2 separate regions of the Arachis hypogaea genome follow, and region 2 is linked to region 1. The links are chromatin contacts, called in public Hi-C maps. All regions are on one chromosome and are shown on one strand. The core of a region is the stretch at or near the end of the contact, and the rest is flanking DNA. Distances in the headings are between cores, read along the strand shown.

Evidence for each region. Hi-C and Micro-C count contacts between places; a contact is called where the count stands out from the background.
Region 2: a Hi-C map of leaf shows a contact between it and region 1, with 2.6 times the contacts expected there. The contact joins the promoter of LOC112790809 here to the promoter of LOC112790805 in region 1. A contact is called at or near these places in 2 of 8 Hi-C or Micro-C datasets (both in leaf).

What each region holds. Positions count from the first base shown.
Region 1 is chr3:100,623,578-100,628,506 of arahy.Tifrunner.gnm2.J5K5, forward strand. LOC112790805 reads right to left here and starts at 3,407. Exons shown (of 2, transcript XM_025833376.3): 1 at 2,513-3,407; 2 at 2,159-2,405. The coding sequence starts at 3,283. The coding sequence ends at 2,394.
Region 2 is chr3:100,823,836-100,828,776 of arahy.Tifrunner.gnm2.J5K5, forward strand. LOC112790809 reads right to left here and starts at 2,927. Exons shown (of 3, transcript XM_025833379.3): 1 at 2,311-2,927; 2 at 2,214-2,231; 3 at 1,686-2,143. The coding sequence starts at 2,713. The coding sequence ends at 1,953. LOC112790808 (probable WRKY transcription factor 41) reads left to right here. Exons shown (of 3, transcript XM_025833378.3): 1 at 1-601; 2 at 706-834; 3 at 931-1,740. The coding sequence starts at 282. The coding sequence ends at 1,582. It also overlaps the pseudogene LOC140183535.

The DNA.
Region 1 (4,929 bases), core at 2,157-4,656:
TCTCAATTTTTTGTTTGACTTTTTTTTTAAGATATAAATGTGATTCTATACTTAAAATAATAAATTATAACTTTTGTGTTTAATAATTACGGTTGAATAAACAATTGAAAAAAATTATTTTTTTGTCAATTTTATCCTTCATTCTTATATATTGTATATTATTGTCTTTTTTATGAAATTTTTGGTATTCATTATTCATATAAAATTTTTTAATCATTTTTACTAATATGGTGTTCTCTTTTATAGATTTTTTCTTTGTTATTTTATTTTGTTTGATTTGGTACAATTTTGATCGTGGGTTCTTGAATTAAAATGTACTTTGTTTATCATTGTTAATTTTTTATAATATAAATTATTGATCCAATTAAAAAAATCAAATTAAATAAAAAAGAGTACACAAAAAAAGTATTGAAAAATTATGACAAAAAAATATTAAATGTCAACAAATAAATTTAAGTTCTTTTAAAAAAAATTATAGTCAAAAGAGTTTTGAAAAAAAATGTGGTTTTGAATAATATAAATCCATATCTTCTTTTAGTAATTTTTATCTAAACGTGATTTTAAATAATATAATCTAAACAACATTTGTTTTACTATAATCCAATTTCTTATAAAAATTAGCAAACATAAATAATATTAATATTAACTTAGCTTCTCATCAAAATCAAATTTAAAAAATTAATTTGGTGCAAACTCTTTTTACAAACTTTAATCTACAAACTCCTTTTGCAAACTTTAATCTAACCACACACCACATCTCTTGTTATATCCGTGGTTCTTTTTCTTTTTATGGTTATTTTCTTTGCTTTTCTTTCTTTCGTTCTTATTTTATTTTATTTTTAACTGTAGTTCTTTAATATGCATGAGAATGTAGAAGCAGTAGCGCACTTTTAGTTGTGCACAAAGTAATCGAGTTTATTAGTAATAATTTTTAAAAAAGGAATAGATTATTAAATGATACTAAAAAATTTACTGATAAAAAATTTTTTAAAAGATGTTAACGATAAATAAACTTTTAAAAAATTTTAAAACGTGACAAAAAGAATTAAATATCAAATAAATATTTTAAAACAATAATTTTAGAGAACAAATTTTAATACATTTTTAAAGTATTTTTAGAAAAATAAAATCTTTTTATTTTTAAAATTTAATCATTTTATATCAAGTGAATTTTTTTAATTTTTTTATTATGAACGATCAAATTGTTTTAAAAAAAATTTGGAGATCAATTTTTTTTGAATTTTTTTATATACTTTTTAAATATTTATATAAATATTGTTACAAAAATTTAGACTAAATGAATAAGCTGTTTATTAAATACGAAATTTTGTTTTATCATTTGTAGAAAATATAGTATTTATTAATTATTTTTGTTGTATTTTCAAATGATTAAGAGGTTGTTGTCCAGAGATCTTTTTGTCTTATTCGAAGAACAAGAGCCGCTCGCAAAAAAGAACATATATAACTTGGAAAATAATGTATACACACACCAGTTGGGAAAACATATATCGTTATCTAAAAGATACAGATATGTAATAATCTATGGTTCAATTAACCTTTATAATAGGTGATTGCGTGATTTAACGAATTTTGTTTTTACTGAACAAAGATATGCAATTTTACTGCGAGTGACCGAGTGTTAAAGTTGGGAGATCAAGATACAAAAAAAAAAAAAAAAGTTGGGAGATCAAATCAGAATTTTAGGACAAAAACGAAAATGCTTGATAACAAAACAAAAATAATAAAAGATAATTAAAATTTGTTTATTTAATATTTATTAATTATTATAATAACTAATAAATACTAAATAAAATAAGTTTTTACTGTTTTTTATTTTTTATTTTTTTTAGCATTTAGATGTTGCAAAAAGGTTTTGTTTTCTAGTTGAAGGTTAATTCCATCTGACAGAATTACATTAGTTATGATGACTCAGTGGTGCATCAATATCCCTCCATTAAATAATGGATAAGTTAAAGAGAAACAGCGCATATTGGTTTGAGAGGTGAACTCTTCACTGGGCAAAGATACCGCGGGTGATAAACTAAGAGCGTGTTTGGTAAAGGAAAGAAAAAACGTAGGTAATGGAAAATCGATGAATAAATTATACGATTCGTTTGTTCTGGTGATAAAACTATAGGCAAACGCGAGAGGCATGAGATGCGAGAGAATTCAAACAGTTTTATTGATAGTAGTAATAAGGAGATCGAGCAAGCACACAATGCATTTAGGTCTCAATCTCGGAGTCACACCATACATAATCAAAGTACATCACTTTTATTTATTTATTTATTTTAAATTAGGATATTTTATTTATTCTGAGCAGTGGCCAGTGGCCACACACACACTTGACATCATAGGAGCTGTGATGAAGAATCAGAGCTGGTGCTTACTGCTTAATTGCAATTCTGCATACACACACACAATTCAAATTAATTAAACCAATAATGGACATTGAATTTCAAATGTGTAATGTCAGGAGAAAGATTTAGTTAGTTAGTTATATAGAACATGCCTTCCTGCTCCTCCTGCCGCAGTTGTTTTCGTTGTCGCTGTCACTCTCACTGCTGTCACTCTCGCTGCTGCTGCAATCGCTGTTGCGGCCGGACAACCCATCCTTGATCTTCTGGAACATGCCCCTGCTCTTGTGCTCCTTCTTGCTTCTTCCATTACTGCACCTCCCGCTGCCGCTATTCGCGGTGGTCTTTGTCTGGCTGTGGTAGTAATCAGTTTCAGTGGTTTTGTTGGTCGCAACATACCCTCCTCCACTGTGGGATGTCATGTTGGTTTTGTTGCTGCCATGGCATTGGGATTGGATTCCCCCATTGTTGTGGTAGTTAGCACCGCCACAGGCTTGGGTATGGGTATGGGATTGGGTGCATCCTTTGTGGAGGCTACCACCATAGCCTCCTCCATTGTTGAGGTGGTTAGCACCGCCACAGGCTTGGGTATGGGTGTGGGATTGGGTGCATCCTTTGTGGAGGCTACCACCATAGCCTGCTCCATTGCTATGGTGGTTAGCAGCACCATAGCCTTGGGTATGGGCATGGAAATGGGAGCATCCACTGTGGTGGCTGCCACCATGGCATTGGGAAATGGTATGGGTTTGGGTGGCTCCAATGTGGTGGTTGCTGCTACCATGGCAGTGTTGCTGGGCATGGGTGGCAACTGGCACCATTGTGGTGGCCTTTGAACACATCTCAGAAACCTTTTGCCCAATGGATGATTGGGTCTTCTGCTGGTAGCAGGTTTCTTGGCATGTTTTGTAGCACTGAACTGAGGTCATGGCTAAAAGCTTATTGCTGTGTAGTGATTACTTGTTTGTTTAGTTGGCTGGTTGCTTGTGATTTTTGAACGAGGGTCTTAATATGTATTTATAGGCAGGGATTGCTCATCGGGTTTTGTTTCCGATCTCTATCCCTACCTCTATGTAATCTAATAATTATACTCAGGAATCTCCCTTTTTTTTTTTCTCTCTGATTAGTCCAACAATAATACAAGTATCTTTTAAAAAATATTATTTATATATTAAAATCAACTAATAAAATTAATTATTATATATTTTAATATATATATATATATATATTAATACATATTTTATTTTAATAATTAATTTTGACGATTAAATTTAAAAAAAATTAGAGATATTAAAATGATATTTTTTATTTATAAAATATATACTCTCCTCTTTTATAATTTTTAAAAAACTTATTCTTTAATTTATTTTAAATTTTTTGTGATAATTAACATTAATTTTACCCATTTTAAAAAAAATAAATTATTTTTCTATAAAAATATTCTTTAATAAAAATTTATTTTTTACCCATTTAAAAAATTTATTGAAGAGTATTTTAAGAAAAAATAATTTAATTATTAAAAAAATTTTAAAACATATTTTGGAAATAATACAATTTAATTAATAAAAAAATAATTTGTTAAAGGATATTTTGGTGAACAAAATTTAATCGCAAAAAAATAAAATTTTTATTAAAAAATATTTTTATAAACATAATTGATTTTTTTAAAATAAATAAAATTAATATTAATTAACATAAAAAATTTTAAATGGAACGAAGAGAGGCTTCTAAAAGTTATAAGAAAAAAATATATACAATTTACAAATAAAAAATATTATTTTAACACCTTTTAAAAAAAAGAGCGAAATTTTCTCTTCAATTTAATATACAAACTAATAAGGTTGAGTATCTTTTTTATTGTATTCTATCATGTCCTTACTTTTTTGCCTACTTTTTTTTTCATCATCACTTCATTTCTGCCCACCGAATATGTGCCAAATTAATTTCCTTCCAAAGAATAAAATAATGAGAAAGTCTTAAACATCTAATATAAAAAAATATTTAAAATTTTATAATTTAAATCTAAATAAAAAAAGATGCTTGTTTCCATACATAATTAATTAATACGTATCAACATTCAAACCGATAAAAAAATTAGATGAATACAAAAATGTCATATAAATTAATTTAATTATCATTTATCTTTAATTTTTTTAAATATTATACCACTAGATATATTGAAATATTCTTACTAATAATTATAAAAAAATAAATATATCCTTTTAAATATTTTTGTTAAAAAACTAAATAATCCTTTCTTATTAATATGACAAAAGTATTCCTATAAAATTAAAAAATTCAAATAATTAGATTAATCGTCTTTTGTCTTCCATCTTCATCTGCCGCCAACGTGCACGACTATTTCTTCCCAGCACAATCCTTCACCTCCGACATGCCCGCGAATGCGTTCTCGACAGTAGCAATGCCATCAACACCGGTCACAACCGCGCTAACCTAAAAAGATGATGGTGAACAATGAACAACAATATTTTTTTATCAATAATATTTTATTTTAATTTTTTTATTATATAAGGATATTTTTTCACACTAATAAAAAAATATTTAATTTTTTAAC
Region 2 (4,941 bases), core at 1,677-4,176, 200 kb after region 1:
TTCTTAAGCCTCACTCCCGCCTTCTTCTCTCTGCACCAACATCGAACTTCAAACTCAGCAAATCCACTTGAGCTTCAAAGCCCATGATCATAGATTACTGTACTTCACTATTCCAAACGTATTGCACTTTTCTTCAGCTTCCAACCCTGCTGCAGAACAAGAAACTATACTGGTTGACAAGACTGCATTTCCATTTTCCAGAGTAGAAGTGATGAACTAGTGCATCAAATTATCAACGCACCATCAAACTTGATCTTGTTAAGGTGATAAACACTACAACAATGGAAAATGACGGGCGCTGGGAGCAGAACATACTCATCAACGAGCTAGTTCAGGGGATGGAGGTAGCAAGAAGGTTGAAGGAAGACATGAATGCGACATATTCAGCTGACACAAAAGATTTGTTGCTGCAGAGGATATTATCGTCGTATGAAAAAGCTCTGCTAATTCTAAGATGGAATGCATCAACTTCCAAGTCTCAGAACATGAGTCAAGCAACAGCAACAGCAACCTTGTTTTCAGAGTCACCAATATCTATCAGCGCAAGTCCTCTGAGGGAGGACAATCATAATCAAGAGTTTAAACACGATTCAAAGAAAAGGTAAATTTCGCAAGAGCAGTTTTCTGCCACGAAAACATCAGCTATGTGCTATGTCTAATAAATTATACTAACACTGCTATAAATTTTTTGAAACTCTGTTGCAGAAAGACAATGGCCAAATGGGTAGATCAAGTGAGAGTGAGCTTTGAGAGTGGCCTTGAAGGACCACATGAAGATGGTTACAACTGGAGAAAATATGGACAGAAAGATATCCTTGGTGCCAAATATCCCAGGTGTGAGGAATTTCCCTTATCCTGCTTGAGACAAGTTTCACAAGAATTCTTATGTATAAACAATGGATTTACCTGTATCTATTTTGACATTTGCAGAAGTTATTATAGGTGCACCTTCCGGAACACTCAGGGGTGCTGGGCCACGAAGCAAGTACAGAGATCAGACGAAGATCCTACCATATTTGACATAACTTACAAAGGAAGGCATACCTGTTCTCAGGGAAACAAGGCTGTTCCGCAACCGAAATCGCCAGACAAACATGAGCAACTGCAATGTCATAGTAACGAAATTCAGCATAGACAAACATCAGAAGAAAGCCTGACAACTTTCGGGACCATTATGACAGTTAAAAGAGATATGGTGGCAAATGGAGAGATGGAATATCCTTTCACTTTCCCTTCAACTTCATTTGGAAGCATGGCACAAGAAAGCTACAGCTTGATTCCTTCAGCCCTGGAGAACGAATCCTTCTTGAGCAGTCATTTCCAAACTCACTTATTATATCCAAACATGCAAGAATTTAAATACCTGCCATCTACGTCTTTCCAGATGAATGAGCTTGATGGGATCTATAATAGGCCACTTTCAGAATCAGATATTACTGAGATCATTTCCACCAACACATCCACCACCAATTCTCCAGTTCCGGAGTTCAATTTCTCACTTGATCCAGTGGAAATTGATCCAAATTTCCCTCCCAATACCCTGGATTTTTCTCCTAGAGCCCTTAACAACAAGAACATCTAGGAGCACTTGAGGCAATTGTAGACTTGTAAAACAATGAGCCAGAAATGGTTAGAACTTAGAACTGTCTTTTGTAGTTAATGTTAGAAACTCAGAGTTGGCACTCTTGAGCAGAATTTTCCTTCAAATAAATAAATGCTTCAAATTTGCACGTTACAACATATAATACTAAATCTATACAGAAGGGCATGGAGACTGAATGATTAAATAGGGCAAATTAAGTTACATGATTACATCATCTCAATTTATCTATTTTTTAAATATAAAAATATGGAAAGTCGAAGAGAGCTTGGGAAAGTTGAAGATTTATATCAATATATGCAGAATGGTACAAATCGGCATATTTCTTTAATGCCAAGAGGGTTGAAGCATATCAAAGGTCCTCGAAGCGACTTTTGTTATCTTTGAAATCTGGCGTGTTTTGTTGAGAATTGGATTTGGATGCGCTCCTGAGAGCCTGTCGGAGTCCCAAGACAATGAACAAGTTAGTTAGAGTGAGAAGCGACTCAGCCCCGCCATGCAACCAATCCACGTTGGAGAGTGAAGTCCCATACTGCACCTTTGCTGTCAGAAAAATCATCAGAGAGCTTAATATATGTATGTATGTATGTTTAGGAAGTGAAATGAAACTTACCGTAAATCCCAGCTGGTACTGCAGAATGGAATGGAGGTGGTTAAATAATTGAAATCGGAAGCATAAAAGAAGAGATGTGAAAGGAAGGGAAACTAACTAGTGGCTCCGACGAAGGCGAGCAAGAAGTAGAAGCCGAAGAGGGTGAGGTTAGGGGAAGTCTTGGACTTGGTAATGAAGTAGAGAAAGGCTATATATGGGAAGAGGGAGAATGCGAACAGCTGGGAAGCAATGCTCTGTGAGTCAATGGAGGGCGCCCATGGATCTACAGGGAACGGCAACCCCCTCACCATCCCTCTTCCTCTCTTCGTCCTGCAAACCCAGTAGCTGTAGCTGTAGCTGTAACTGTAACTGTTGAGTTTTCGTTCACAGGAGGGAGAAGCCAAGTGAGATTGAAAACTTGAGGACGGACGGAACATAAACTTTGGGGATCCACCAACAAGTGATGAAGAAGGCAACCCGATGGTAGAACCGCCACCTGCTGCCATCTTCATGTCGTACATCTTCCTCCTCACTCCTCTGTCCACTCGCTTCGTCTCATCTCTTCACGCCACATTTTCCGAAACGGGCTTCATCAGTCCAACTCCAATTCTACAACGGGCCTAATGGGCTTTCCTTCGTTTAACTGTTTAAGTATGTGGGCCTACTTTTTAGATGACTCCAACAGTTCAACCACAACAATAATAAAAGATTAATCCAAATAGGTCCCAAGAAATTTAACTAAGATTTCGACCACGAGGTTTTCAGATATCTGTCAGATACATCTCCAAAACCGTTTGATCCAGTTAAAATGGTGACGTATCAGGTTAACTGTAACATATCACCTTTAGGACATTTTGGTCCCCATTCACGCTGGACAAAACGACGTCGTATTGGAATCAGGGGCAAACGACGTCGTTTCGGGGAGGACAAATTCGTCTCCACTTAGACAGAGAATGCAAACGGCGCCGTTTTCATGTGGAGACCTATTTACCTTATAATAGTATCTTAGGGGACCTATTTGACCTATAATTTGTGATGTTAAAAGAAGTTATATTTACTTCAACGCAAACCTTAAAAACACATTGACATTGGTCATTTATCAAAATTGTAACATAAATCTGAGAACCCAAACATGTTAACCACACAAATATTTGACTTTAATAGCAACACAAACCAAATCAAGTCAAAAGAAGGTTTATTTTCTTCAACATAAACTAAATGAAACTATTCTAAACAACATAACGTCTTCTTCCTCCAATATGAAAAAGGTGGTAACATAACTAAGACAACAATTTTCACACTAATTCTTAGAAGCATCATTTTTAAAAGACTGGTTCAACCCTCATGTTGGAATGAATTTGAACAACTTAGATACTGTGCCACTGGTTACAGCTGATATTGTCTCAACACTAACACTCCCCAAATTCTTTGCCTTAATTATTGTCTCCTTTGGATGTCTAAAAGAAAGCTGAGTTTGGAATAAACAGTATTGCTGAAACATGGTGATAACAATATTGTTTATTCCAAGCTCATCTTTCTTTTAGACGTCCAAAAGAGACAGTAATTATGACCGAGAATTCGGAGAGTGTTAGTGCTGAGACAATATCAATTGCAACTAGTGACATAGTATTTAAGTTGTTCAAATTCATTCCAACACGAGGGTTGAACCATTCTTTCAAGAAATGATGCTTCTAAGAATTAGTGTGAAAGTTGTTGTCTTAGTTATGTTACCACCTTTTATTATGTTAGAGGAAGAAGACGTTATGTTGTTTAGAATGGTTTCGTTTAGTTTATGTTGAAGAAAATAAACCTTCTTTTGACTTGATTTGGTTTGTATTGCTATTGAAGCCAAATATTTGTGTGGTTAACATGTTTGGGTTCTCAGGTTTATGTTACTATTTTGATAAATGAACGGACCAATGTCAATGTGTTTTTAAGGTTTGCGTTGAAGTAAATATAGCTTCTTTTAACATCACGAATTATAGGTCAAATAGGTCCCCTAAGATACTATTATAAAGCAAATAGGTCCCCACCATGAAAACGGCACCGTTTGCATTCTCTGTCTAAGTGGGAACGAATTTGTCCTTCCCGAAACGATGTCGTTTTGTCCAGCGTGGATGGGGACCAAAATGTCCTAAAGGTGACATGTCACAGTTAACCTGACACGTCACCACTTTAACCGGATCAAACGGTTTTGAGGACGTATCTGGGGGATATCTGAGAATTTCAGGATCGAAATTTTAGTTAAATTTTGTGGGGGACAAAACTGTCGGATGGTAAATTTCTTGGGGACCTATTTGGGGTATTACTCATAATAAAATTAAATGGCAAAACCAGCACAAGTTGGCAGTTGGCACAGACTGACCAGGATCTGTGTACCTTAACCATTTTTTCTCGGTTTAATAAAGGATAGAAATGGAGCTTACTTGTTTAAGAAAGTTGTCCACTTTGTGCCTTTGCAATATTCGAAAAATTTGTCGTTAGCCTTCCACCTTAGTGCAAATAAAAAAAATAAAAAGTTAAAAGGCAAATTCTATATATATATATATATATATGGTATTATATTTATTTGTTTGTATGTTTTAATTAGTAATTATTATTTATGTATTGTATTATTTTATTTTTGTTATTTAGAAAAAAATTGATTAAAAATATTTTAGGAATAAGTCAGTTTAAAAGTGTGAAAGAAATAATTTTATTGATTTTTTATATAGAAATATAATTAAAAAGAGAAGGTTCAATTATGTGG